3 separate regions of the Sus scrofa genome follow, and regions 2 and 3 are each linked to region 1. A link is a contact called in public HiChIP or PLAC-seq and promoter capture Hi-C data. All regions are on one chromosome and are shown on one strand. Each heading gives the region's core, a stretch centred on a gene start, on an enhancer-like site or on the middle of the called end of the contact. The rest is flanking DNA. Distances are from core to core; before and after follow the strand shown.

What was found. Promoter capture Hi-C pulls out the DNA fragments that hold promoters and counts their contacts. HiChIP or PLAC-seq counts read pairs in DNA pulled down with a chosen protein or histone mark.
Region 2: a contact with region 1 is called in a promoter capture Hi-C map of liver, with 2.8 times the contacts expected there. The contact joins the promoter of SDCBP2 here to the promoter of LOC102161654 in region 1. A contact is called at or near these places in 1 of 5 promoter capture datasets (liver), 2 of 47 Hi-C or Micro-C datasets (fetal heart ventricle and liver) and 1 of 2 datasets of contacts at active chromatin or transcription factors (alveolar macrophages).
Region 3: an H3K27ac HiChIP or PLAC-seq map of alveolar macrophages shows a contact between it and region 1. The contact joins the promoter of NSFL1C here to the promoter of LOC102161654 in region 1. A contact is called at or near these places in 1 of 5 promoter capture datasets (fetal liver), 1 of 47 Hi-C or Micro-C datasets (fetal liver) and 1 of 2 datasets of contacts at active chromatin or transcription factors (alveolar macrophages).

Annotation. Positions count from the first base shown.
Region 1 is chr17:33,733,381-33,737,817 of Sscrofa11.1, forward strand. LOC102161654 (signal-regulatory protein beta-1) reads left to right here and starts at 2,428. Exons shown (of 7, transcript XM_021077523.1): 1 at 2,428-2,563. The coding sequence starts at 2,512.
Region 2 is chr17:33,966,357-33,970,793 of Sscrofa11.1, forward strand. It overlaps SDCBP2 (syndecan binding protein 2), which reads left to right and starts at 1,769. Exons shown (of 9, transcript NM_001244863.1): 1 at 1,769-1,858. It overlaps LOC106506644 (a long non-coding RNA gene), which reads right to left and starts at 676. Exons shown (of 2, transcript XR_001302077.2): 1 at 1-676.
Region 3 is chr17:33,867,224-33,871,660 of Sscrofa11.1, forward strand. It overlaps NSFL1C (NSFL1 cofactor), which reads left to right and starts at 2,332. Exons shown (of 9, transcript NM_001244443.1): 1 at 2,332-2,480. The coding sequence starts at 2,376.

The sequences.
Region 1 (4,437 bases), core at 1,178-3,677:
TGAAAAGATGTTTATTCTGCTGGTTTTGTGTGGATATGTATTAATTTCAACTGGTCAACTGTGTCATTTAAGATTATTGTTTCCTTATTGATTTTATCTCTGTGCAATCTGTACATCAATGTAAGGGGGTTAAAGTCTCCTACTATTACTATGTTATTGTCAACTTCCCCCTTTATGCCTGTTAATATTTTCTTTGTATATTTAGGTGCTCCTGTATTAGATACACATGTTAATGAGTTTAATATCCTCTTCTTGTATTAGTCTCTTTATTATTATATAATGTCTTCTTTGTCTTTTGTTATAGACTTTGCTTTAAGGTCTATTTTATGTGAGTATTGATACCTGCTTTCTGGTCATTTCATCCCCTTACTTTCAGTCTCCAAATGTATTTTAAAATCACTCTTTCAAGTTTCATGAAAAACTGTTTTAGAATTATTATTTGATTGCATTGAGTGTATATATTAATTTGGGAAAATTGACATCTGCAATATTGAATTTTCAAATTCTTGGATACAATATACCTCTATTCATTTAGGTTTTTTAAATGATTTTAAATACATAATTTTGCAATTTTTTCCCCTGATGGTCTTATGCATCTCTAACTACAACTATATTTAATATTGGGATCTTTAAAAATTATGATTACTGTTTTCAGTGGTTTTGACCATTGTATAGTATTGTAATTGAGGTAGGTCATCAATGTTATATCAGGCAAGCTGACAAATCTCTTACTATTGCTAATAATAAGAGTATTATTTTTATATGGAACTCTGTTAACATTAATCCAATCATCTACATTAGTTTTAGCTTTATCAAATATTCATATACAAATGGTTTACAAGTCAAATAGTTCTACAAGTTCTATATATGAAAATTGGAGTCTCCCTAATCTCCTGCCATTTTACACATCCCAGAAGAAACAACTTTCAACTCTTTTAACTGATTATTTTAAGTTTTACTATTATATGCCATATAGCATGCTTATATTGCTACTGCTTGATTTATTATTCTTAGACATTATTTAATGACATCCCACTGTGGAAGATGGGGATGTAATATTTTGTTACTCCTGATCTCAGGTCACACATGAATATCTTATACCCTCATAACACTATATAATTATAGTTTTAGATAACTTAATAGACAATGTCTCTGTTATTATGACTATGAGAAAGCTGAGTTTATAGCAATCTGTTTTAACTTGTATTGATCGTCTCATGTGTATATTTGTGTAACCACCACCATGATGAGGGTGCAAACCATTTCATGACCACAAAGTTTTCCATGTGCTAGCCCTTTAAAATGATGTACATCCCCACTAAACCAAACCTCTGGCAAATCCCATTCTGTTTTCTATATATCTATAATTTTGAGAATGTTGTATAAGTGGAATTGACATTTGAGATTGGCTTTGTTCACTCAACATAATGCCTTAAAGGAATTTTTAGTTGTCACATACATATATAACTCATTCCTTTGGATTACTGAGCAGCATTTAGTGGTACAGATGTACTATAATTTGTTAAATTGTTCACTTATAATTAGACATTTTAATTTTTTCCAGTTTTTTGCTTTACAAAGAAATCTGCTATAAATTTGTGCACAGGGTTTTTTTTTGGACGTATTTTTCATTTCTCTGAGATAAAAACCTGGGAGTATAATTTCTGAGTCATATAACCCACTTCTCTCCTAAAGGAAGTAGTAAATGATTCATTTTTGGACATAGGCCATACAAGTTCTGAGGTTCACATTGCACTGTGCATTTGAGCTAAATTTTAACAGTTACATCAATAAAGGGTTGGAATAGGGAGTCATTTCAGGAGAAGATCTCAATCCATCCCAATGCTGAAAAGGGCCTGGCACCCTCTTCCTTTTTCCAGTTGAGTAAATATTTGTCGGGGCAGGTGCAGAATGAGACTGACCACCAGCCAGCCCCATCCTAGGGTCCTGGGCTTGGGACTATGTACACAACCTACAACTACAAGTCCTTCTAGGCTTAGAGCTCCAAATGGGGACTCACCATGAAGGGGTTGAGGAGCCCAGTGGAGACAACAGAGGCCCCAAGTGTGGAGGAAGACATTTCTGCTAAGCTTGTTCAATCTCTGTGGAAACATAAGGTAAGTAACTTATCAACTTACAATTCGTAGCCACATTCTCTTCTTGATTTTTTTTTTTTTTTTTTTTTTTTTTTTTTTTTGCTATTTCTTGGCGCTCCGCATATGATTCGCTTCCATCGGAGCTTAGTACTAGCCTACCCCCCAGCCCAATCCCCCCCCCCCCCCCCCCCCCCCCCCCCCCCCCCCCCCCCCCCCCCCCCCCTGCTTCTCCATTTAGGAGTAGGAACTATCTAGAATCCAGAAGTAAGTTACTATCTCATGGCCATTTCATCCAATCATAGGCACTTCCTCTTATATCACAGGAAGTGGGGCTTCTCTCCTCTCCACAGAGCACAGAAGTCCAGTTCTCACCAGGACACACATTTGGACAGACCAGGCTCCTCAGGTCTCCACAATGCCCATCCCTCCTCCTTGCCTGCTGCTGATTCTAATGCTGGGACTCACAGGTGAGCATTCCTTGGGGTAGATCCCCTCTCCCTGCCCCCTGCATCTCCCCCTACCCCTGCACTTCTAGAGTTTCCATGTAAACTTGGGTGTGCCCTTCAGGGCAGTCAGAACAAGTCAAGGACTGGGCATTATCCAGAGCATGAAATCATGGATCTGAGCATTTCCTTTTCTGGATCCATTTTCTGCAACTGGTTACAAGACTCATCAAAACAGATGATACTTCAAAACTGACAATAACAAGATTATGTGCCTTAATTATCCCAGTGTGATAATTGACTATTACTCCTAAACTGAAAATGGGGAAACTGAGGCAAAGAGAATAACTTGCCCAATGTCACTTACCTAAGGCAGTGGAGAACAGGATTTGAGTCCAGGCTGTTCAGCTTCAGAGTTGATTCTTTTAAGCACATTATGCAGCTCAGCTTCTCAGAGGAGGCTAATGGCAGAAAAGAACAGGAAAAGCAAATAGTATATTTGTCATTACCCATCCTGCCACTCAAAGGTCATCAGAGCTTAAATCTTGCTACGTGTACTTCCAAACTTTTGTTAGCAATGTGTTGGTTGTTTCCTATGTGCTAAATTGTTTACTACTTTATTTTTTAATTTTTTATAGCAGATCTTTTTTAAAATTTATTTTATTTTTTAAATCATTTCCCCAATTTTTTTCCTACTGTACAGCATGGTGGCCCAGTTACACATACATGTACACATAGCATTTTCTCACATTATCATGTTCTGTCATAAGTGACTAGACATAGTTCCCAGTGCTAAATTTTTCTTAACTTTTATTTATTTTTTTCCTCTTTTTAGGGCTGCACCTGCAGCACAGGGAGGTTCCCAGGCTTGGTGTCGAATTGGAGCTGTAGCTGCTGGCCTATGCCACAGCCACAGCACTGCCAGATCTGAGGTGTGTCTGTGACCTACACCACAGCTCATGGCAATGCCGGATCCCCAACCCACTGAGCAAGGCCAGGGATTGAACCTGCGTCCTCATGGATGCCAGTCAGATTCGTTTTTACTGAGCCATGATGGGAACTCCAAAATTGTTTACTACTTTTAATGTGTGTTGTAATTTCATTTAATCTTCAAAACAACCTGTAGGCTAGCATGCTAAGCTACACTTTAATTCATGGTTGTGGATGCCTACATTTGTGTGTGTGTGTGTGTGTGTGTGTGTGTGTGTGTGTGCCTGTGTGTCTGTGTGTGTCTGTGTCTGTGTTTATGAATGGGTGTGAGGAAATGTTCCCAGACACATGGGATTTCAAAAAGACTTCCTTATTGTTGCTCTCAAATCATTTTTAGTTACATTAAAAAACATGAACAGATATTTAGTATTTGTTGTCTTTTAGCAACATCTCTCCTTGTTTGCTTCTCTATAAATCTACCTCTTTCTCTTCCCCAAGCTGTTAAGACAAGGAAACTTCTCTTTTGGTAAATGAATAGAATTTTGTGCATTGCTATCTCAGCATCCCCTCTTCCTTGCTCAGTAGGGGTGAGGAAGAAAGAAGGGGATTCTTGCCTATATTACTTATATCTATATTATATTCATATTTTCTATATCTGTGATTATATCCATATCTATATATCTGTCTTTATCTCATGCTAGTTGAATATTCCAGGTCTTAGGAGATCAAGTGAGTAATAACTTTTCATTTTCTTGAGCACTCACCATGTGCCTGACATTGCTGGAAGTGCCTTTTGGTTGTTAACTCATGTGATCCTTATATCTAAGCTAGATGCTCTTGTCACCCCTGCCTTACAGATAAGAAAACTGAGCAAGGAGAGGTTCAAGGTCATTCAGTGGTAAATGGGAGAGGTATGATTTGAACCCAAGCAACTAGAGCTCATAGATTTAACCATTGTTCTCAATACT
Region 2 (4,437 bases), core at 519-3,018, 230 kb after region 1:
GCCCTTGAGAACCCCACCTAAGGAGGGTCCACACCCATGGTTCCCCGGCGCTTCGGGCCCAGATGGCTCAGCCTCGGGTGTGTCCTTGCCTCAGCTTTAGGTGCCTTTTTCTCACAGACGGAAAACAGGACCTTGGAGCCATGTGCAGCTGTGTGACTTCAGAGAAGGGACCTTGCCTCTTGCCTACTTGCGGGATGGCGGGAGCCACCAAGCCTGTGACTGTACAGCACCGCGCTCTGCAGGCAGGGAGGGCTCCTTGGCTGGTAACTGCCTTTCCTGCTCTTGTTCCCCCTCCGACTCCCTCCCATGTGTGGCTCTCGGCTGGAAGCCTCTGAGTCCGGCAGGGCCTCCTCTCTGGGGCTGAACATGCGCCCAAGGCCGGTGCGTCTCTGCCCAGGCTCGTCACGGGGACTGTGACATGGGCCACCCGGCCTGCTGAGCAGCCCCAACACTCACCCCGCCCTGGGCGGCTGCCCTGCGTCATTCCTCAGGGGACTGCCCAGCACCAGGGCCAGTCCCTCCCCAGGCACCTCTGTACAACCCAACCCACAGGGACTGCAACTACATTCCTCCCCCTTTTCTGTTTGATTGATTTTGGGGGATAGTTAAATACATTAAATTTTTTCAAAATTTAAAAGGCACCCCAAAGTATGTTATGAAAAAAAGCCCCTCCCACCACAGCATTCAGCCCCTTACTTCTTCCCGGAGACAACCCATCTAAATTCCTCCTAAAAACAATTAATCTTTTTTTTTTCTTTTTTCTTTTTGTCTTTTTGCCTTTTTCTCGGGCCGCACCTGAGGCATAGGGAGGTTCCCAGGCTAGGGATCGAATCAGAGCTGTAGCTGCCCGCCTACACCACAGCCACAGCAACTCGGGATCCAAGCTGCGTTTGCGACCCACACCACAGCTCATGGCAACGCTGGATCCTTAACCCACTGAGCAAGGCCAGGGATCGAACCTGAAACCTCATGGTTCCTAGTCGGATTTGTTAACCACTGAGCCACGACGGGAACTCCTAAAAACAATTAACCTTAATTTGGCGGCCCCTCCTTACAAAAATCATGAACGTTCAAAGTAAAGATTAACAAAACCAAACCCCACCACCCTGAAACAGACACAAAAGTACAAACTAACAACCCCCACCCCACCCCACCATCTGGATTTCCAGCCTTTTCAGTTTTGTCCTCCCAGACAGTTTGCAGTATCTATTCACTTTTGGAAAAATGAAAACAAAAGACAAGCTGATTATCACAATATTGACTTTTCCATATCTTGCCGGAACACTTCCTCCTGGTTCCTTCCTTATCAACAACGCTGATAGCTTTATGACCTTCCACAGAGGCTGCCTTATTTAACCAGACCCTGGCAATGGACATTTGGGGATTTCTAGATTTCCCTGTTATAAGAAACACAGTGATGGGCCCCCGAGACCTCACTGGCTACTTGTTTTATTTTCTTGTGACAAATTCCTAGAAAAGGAAATGGTAGGTCACAAGGTACGGCCACTTTTCAAGACCCATCAATCTGTCCTGATGTTCAGCAGGACTACGTGTCTGAGCCAAGTTCGGTTACCTCGAGCCAGGAAGTCTTGGTTCACACCCCTCTCAAGAGGAGCTGTGTGAGCTTCCATCCCCACCTCCACATCCAGACTAAGGCCACAGCCCTCCTCTGGACCTGGTGACCTAAGGCAGGTTGCCCCAGCCACCACGCCGCACCTGGGCCCATCCCAGTCCTGGATGAGTCAGCTGACCGGGGAGCAGGAACCCAGCTGGAACAAGGGCCACCGCCTTCCAGGGAGAGGAACAGACTCCGTTGGCAGTGGTTGGAGGAGGACAAGCAGCAGCACCTGGGCTGCAGGTAAGAGCCGGGTGCGGGGCCCCTAGAGCTCCGGAAGGGATCGGCGTGACCTGCTCTCTCCTGGCTTCTTCCCTCCTGGTCCCAACCCTTTGGGGACTTTCAGGCCTTTTCCTCTCAGGGTGCTTCTCTCTGGCAGTGAAACATGAACTGGGGTTTCCTCTTCTGACCCCAGCCCCGGGCCAGGTGTGACGGTTGGGTGATCTTCACCCAGACATGGCTAGGACTCTCCAGGCTCCTTCAGTCTGCCCGGGACTGCGCTCGCGGCTGGGACCCACACTTTGCTCCTTGAAATGGGCCCTTGGCAGGGCAAAGAGCACTTTCCACAAGGAGCCGAGTGCAGGCCTCAGTTTCTGTTACTTCTCTGCCTGAAGCTGTTTCCATCCACAAGCTCCCTGCCACGGCCAGGAAAACCTGCTGGGGAACTGGGCCGGCGGCCTGACCCGAGAGCTGGTTTCCTCTGTGGAGACTCCCACGCAGTCGGGGGAACTGAATGAGGTAATGGATATAAGGGCCCCGTACGTGCCCTCCACACAGTGAGCCTCAGAAAATGGTGCTTAAGATGGGGCTGCTGTGTGCCGGGCAGGCCCTGCGCTGGCCCAGACTCCCACCAGCTCTCCCCGCATCACTTCTCAGCTGGGCTCCCTGCCCACTGGGCCCCTCTAATCCATCCTCCAAATGAAAGTTAGACGTCACTCTGCTGCTCAACATTCTCCAGTGCCTCCCATTTCGCTGGAGTAAATGCCAAGCCCTCAGCATGACCCACAGGCCCTGCTGGATCTAGCCCCTCTCACCACCCCTGCAGTCGCCTGTCCTATGCTTCCCCTCTCAACAACCGACTTTGGTCTCCCTGCTCAGATATTTCCTGAACACAACAGGCACTCCCACCTCAGGGCCACTGCCGTGGCTGTGCCCTCAGCCTCAACGCTTCTCCCTCCCCATTGAAACTTTCACTCAAAAGGCATCTTCCACCCCCATCTCCCCCACCCAGCAGGGAGGCTCTTCGGGACCTCCGGGCTCTGTCTACCTCCCCCACCCGCCCCCGCCCTGCTTCATCTTTCTCCCCATCACGTCCTACCACCTAACACTGCACAGGCACTTACTTATTCAGCTAGGACGTGACACTCAAGGGCAGATTTTTCTTTTGTTCCCTGCCTAATTACTGGTACCCAGAACAGTACTGGGACTTAGGCACTCAGTAAATGTACTGCATGAACAACAGCTAATGACTACTGCGTACCCTTTATGTGCCAGTGCTTCCCATATATGTCTTATCTCTTTTAAGAAGCTTTTCATCTCTACGATAACACTGCGATGCAAGTATTGTTAAGCATATTACAGATAAACGACATGCCAAAAGGACATGTCCATGCTTGCTCTGCTAAATCAGAGGCAGCAGTCTGAACCCATCCTGCTTGCCTCTGAGGTCCTTGCTCCCACTCTGCCCCTCCTGGACAAGGATTCGGGAGTGTATCTGCATCCACTGAAGAAGTCCACAGCTTTCCTCCAGCAGGCAGTACAGCCTGAGAGGAGGGGAGTACATGCTGGTGGCCTAGCAACAGCCTCTTCCTTTCCGACTCACCATTTCTCTGGGCTAATTTGGCCTTCCAGGAGCTATTCCTCTGACACTCTAACCCACGCTTCCCTCCCGCACAGTCTTTTGAAGGATGGATGAGCTGTCCACAGGAACAAGTGGGCGTCCTGTAGTTTCAGCTCTTTGGAACAAAGCGTTCCAAAGGAGTGTTCTCACTCCAAAGTCCAAAGATGGGGGTGGGCGACCCCTTTTCGGCCCTGCTGGTTTCTGAGGACCTGATTGCTTTGTTGGGGACTTGTTATTGTTCAGAATATCAAAAAGTACAGAAGTTCAGGGATGGAAATCTTGGAAAGGGCAGTGGGAGGGGAACATTTCTCTGGGTAAGATAGATTGGACAGGTTCTTTTCCTTGCAGAGGAGCCAATTAATTGCAGGAAGCCATCAGCACTGAACTGAGCACACTTCCACTGTCACATCACAGAAGCTGGCCTTTCAATCTCCCTCATCACAGTACTGTTTTTTCCCCCTTACTAGGTCCAGGATTTTTCTTCAAAGGACTTTTCTGTGCTCTCTTTCCCCCCGGGGGTGTGCTTTTCCATTCTTTAAGAAACAGTAACTGGATGCCTGTTTTGTGCCAGGCACTGGCCACAGCACTGGGGCTTCAGAAGTGAGTGACAGTCCTGACCTGAGATGGAGACAGGAAAACAAATACAGCACAGGAGAAATCTAATCCAGGAAATGCAAAAGACCTTGCTCACAGTAGGTGCTTAATAAAGAGTAGTGGAAGGAATGATGAATAGGCACATCTGAGACTCTGGGGTCTAGAGAAGGTAGGTTTGCCAAACTCTGTTTGGTTTTCCGGACTTGCGGGGAAAGGTGTGACTGGCATTCAAGACATAGGAAACGGCACCTGTAAAAGCATGGAGGCATGAACTAGCAGGGTGAGTTTTAGGATCAGCAAGCAGTCTGGAATGAACAGATGCAGGGAGAGTGTGGAAGAGTGAGGAGGGGACCAGAAGTCAGGTCATGGAGATTTGAATATTAAGTGG
Region 3 (4,437 bases), core at 1,082-3,581, 130 kb after region 1:
AAAGGGATGTGAGGAAAATGGGTCTGAGAAAGCTGTGAACACTGGGCTGGCCCACCCCACCTCCTACCATCTTCAAATAGAAGCCCAGAGTGGGCAAGAGGCCCGTTCTTCTCACCCAGCTTGTCCAGGGTCACCATTTCTCCTAGCCACAAAGGCATCCATTCTATGGAAAAGGAACATTTTATTTATTGCAATTAGCCCACAGTCAGCTCAACACTCTTCAGGGGTCCAGGTACCGGCCCTGCATCCTTGTCCTCCAATGTCAACCCCTGCATTTCTCACCTGGTTTCATTTATCCACTCCTTCTTTAATTCAGCAGAGTCATTAAGTGACGATAAGTGACAAGTTTAATGCCAGTGGCTGCAGGTCATGGGAGAGAAAATGACAGCTAACATCTCCTGGGGCCTTACCAAGCATCGAACCTTGCTCTCAGCAGTTCACACTGAATCCTCACACATCCCTCAGGGGTAGGAACTGGGAGGAGCTCCACTTTACCCATCAGGACACGGAAGCTTAGAGACATCATCTGCCCAGTCACACAGGCAGTAATAGCTGGGCTTCAACTCCAGGCTATCCAAGTCCAGAGCTTGTGTTTTTTGTTTGTTTGTTTTTGTCTTTTTAGGTCCGCGCCTGCAGCATATGTAGGTTCCCAAGCTAGGGGTCTGATCGGAGCTGTAGCTGCCGGCCTACAGCACAGCCACAGCTATGTGGGATCAGAGCCTCATCTGCGACCTACACCACAGCTCGAGGCAATGCCAGATCCTTTGCCCACTGAGCAAGGCCAGGGATCGAACATGCATCCTCATGGATACTGGTCGGGTTTGTTAACCTCTGAGCCACGATGGTAACTCCTAGAGCTTGTGCTCTCAAGCCACGTTGCACTGGACACAGCCTCAGCCATACTGCCACCGGGATCATGGCCCTTGGGGAAGGCTTGACATGGTGTCAGAGGGCATGCAAGGGGGACTGTCTGATGGAGCCTGGGGATGAGAAAGGCCATGGGAGGAGGGAACACCTAAACTGAGACGGGAAGGATGAGCAGGAGCTGATGGGGGAAGAGGGAGAAAAGAGCACCCCGGGAGGGGGTAAAAGGCAACAGGGCAAAGAAGCTGAGGACTCTAAGGCAAGATTGTGTCTGAGGATGTGCCCTTGGAGCAGAGACTCAGGAAAGTGAGCACCTTGCCCACCCATGAGGGAAGGGTGTTCCAGGCAAAAAGCAACAAGGCTCCGAGGCCAATATGTGTCTGGTGCACCAGAGGAACAGCAACAAGGACCACGTACCTGGAGCCAAGGAAGCTGTTGAGACGTGTGAACTGGAGTTTGACACTTGCCATCTGCCTCTACGTGGACTGAATCAACACCCCCCGAAAGGAGCTCAGGGTAGAGATCAGGAGTGAGGCACTCTGTGCTCTGGGGAAACCGGCAGGACAGGTCTTCGGATACGTAGACATTTTCAGGAGATTTTATGAGCTCAATTCTTGCATCTCCTCATGCCTAGAAAAGCACTAAAATCCTCCGTGGTGATGTCTGCACCTCGTGACTAACAGTCATCTTCATGAGACTAGCAGCAAACATTTGTAAAATATGGCTTGCTTCCATGTACCTTCCCCTTCACCAAAATCACATGTATGCTGACATTTCTCACTGCCCCTTTGGAGCGGTATTTCGGAGCTATCTGAAATGGTGCCTCCCAGTCTGTATCTTCATTTTGCCACACATAAAACTCAACTCTCAACTTTTAGGTTCGCATTTAAAAAAAAAAAAAAAGCTTAGGAGAAGATAAGAGGGAGGGCTGGCACATCTCCCTGGGGTCTTGAAGGCCGTGAGACTTTGTCTTTTATGCACATTTAGATGGGGAGCCAAAGAAGGGTCAGGAGACAAGAGTGACTCCTTCAAGGCTGTCAAACATGGGCAACAAGAAGGGCAGGTATTTTATTTTGCAAGCCATTGATCCTCAGCCCTGGAAGAGCAGGAGCCCCTTGACAACACTCAGTAAATATTTGAACAAGTAAATGAATGAACGAATGAGTAAATTAATGACATGATAAACCAACTCAGTGTGTAATTGTGAAACCGACTCCTTCCGGGAGCCTTCATGCCACAGGCACTGGTGGAAGACTCGCCCTGCTTCTCATACTCCCCTCATCTCCCACCACCCCACGCCATTAGACTTCGGGTTAGCGCTGTGGCCGCCAGAGGGCGCGGAGCGTTGACGGTTCCCGGACGGAAGACTTTGCGTGAGGCACCGCGTGGGGCGGGGCCTGTGGGCGGGGTGCTGTTCGGCTGGGCTGGGTCTGCTGGCGGGCGGAACGCGGTGGCGGGGCTGAGGCTGTGCGGCGCCGCCCGGAGCGCTTTGGGCGGCGCACGGGGCGAAGATGGCGGCGGAGCGACAGGACGCGCTGAGGGAGTTCGTGGCGGTGACGGGCGCGGAGGAGGACCGAGCCCGCTTCTTCCTCGAGTCGGCCGGCTGGGACCTGCAGGTAGAGCCGCGAGGCGGGCCGTGTCCGGCAGGCTAGGGGCTATGGGGCGTGGGCGCTTGGAGCCTCAAGCCCGAGGTGGCCGAAGCGCACAGTCATCCCGCCGGGCCCAGGCCTCAGGGTCCTGGGGCCGCTGCCACGCGTCGCAAGCTCCGCCTGGGTGTGGTAAAATGCGGGCCAGCCCCGGGCCCGACCTTCTCTGTTGGGCCTCAGTTTCCCCTTCTTCCTGGCTGTCGGGTTAGCGAGAGTTGGGGCACTGCCGCATCCCGCGTGGAGAGGGGAGCCTGGGGGCGTGGCTGCCGCGCCGTGTGTCGGCTGCAGGCCGGGCGGCCTGGACCGACCAGCTCCCGGGTGGCGCTGGGGACGAGGTGCTCCTTCGTTTCCATCTCTGCGGCCCCAGCCGCAGGAGGAGGGAGAAGCTGTGCCTGGGACTTGACCCACCCCTCCTCCTACCTAAATGCTGGGAGAAACTGGGTGGTGGCGCAAGATTGGAGCCTATTCTAAGTTACTCATCTGTAAAGTGGGAGTCTCAGTGGAGCTTATCGTCTAATTCATTGGCACGTATCAAGTGTCCATTAAATGTTTGGTAATTAGTTAAGAAGACAGGAAGATGAGCCAAGCGAGGCAGGGAATTTTGTAAACTGTTGAATCCCTTGTGCCTAGAACAACATCTGACTCAGTAATTAATGGTAGAAGAAATTGCATACATATCCTTGGCCAGTGTACATCTTAGGTAGATGATGATGATTAATGTTTATTGACTGCTCACCAGAAGCCAAGTGCTGTTCTAACTGCTTTTTGTGTCTTAAGTCGTTTAACCTTTGCATTTTGAAGCTGAGGTTTAGGGAGGTCAAGTAACTTGCTCAATGCCTCACTAGCTCCTAAGTGGAAAAGATGGCATTAGAACTCAGTTTTGTCTAATAACAGAGCCCAAGCTGTCAATCACCATGTGTCAGACACTTTATGTATGATTCATTTAATCCTAGCAACACTGTGTGAATTAAAGAAGTCTACCTCAGTTGTACAGATGAGGAATCGGAAGCTCAGAGGGCAGGTGATCAGCCCAAGGTCACACAGCCAGGAGTTAGGATTTGATCTGGGTCTGCTGACCTCACCATTTATATGCTTCCCCACAGTGAGAGTCAGGTAAAGCATTACGCTTCACACATGTGAAACCCCTGCGCTGGGCAGAAATACAAAACCTAGCTTTTGCCTGAAAGACCTAAAAGCTCACAGGGTTACAGTTGGCAACTCGTCAGCCCCATCTCCTGATGCTATAGGTGGTGAAGCCGGCTCATGCATGTGGCATGACTGTCCTGGCCCTGCCCTCAATGCCGAGTCAGTGGGCGTTCCACCACAGCTCACTGCCTCCTCACAGGCCTGCTGTGTCCTGCCAAGGCATACTGCTTCCAGCAGGCTGGTTGTGTCCCATGAAGGAACGCTGCTCCTGGCAAGCTGGTTATGTCCCACAGCAGCTCACTGGCTTCTATGAGTTGGTGACCTCAAGTACTGGAGCCATTTCTTTTTCATTCTTGTAAACCTCATTGCTGTCTTTTTTTTTTTTTTTTTTTTTTTTTTTTTGGTGTGCCAAGTAAGTGATTAGTAAATATCTATGCGTTGAGTCCGTGAGAGAAACATCCAATCACAAATGGCCAAAAGAAACCCATATTCCTTCTGTATGTATAGAGCTGAGACATGAGTGTGAATAAATGTTTTGCAGGGTTGGTGGAACGAGTGTCCGCATTGCACAGATTACGAACAGCTTCAGAGAGAAAGTAAAAGTAGCAGTCTGGACTGACCTCACAGTTCCCAACTCCTGGCTGTCACCTAAGAGCTGAGAGTAAGAGCCTGAGCAGACTGCCTGAGATCAAGCCTGGCTCTACTCCTTACTAGCTGTGTAGGCTTGCGCAATTTTCTTAACTTTGCAGGGCTTCTCTATCAGCTATAAAATGAGACAATA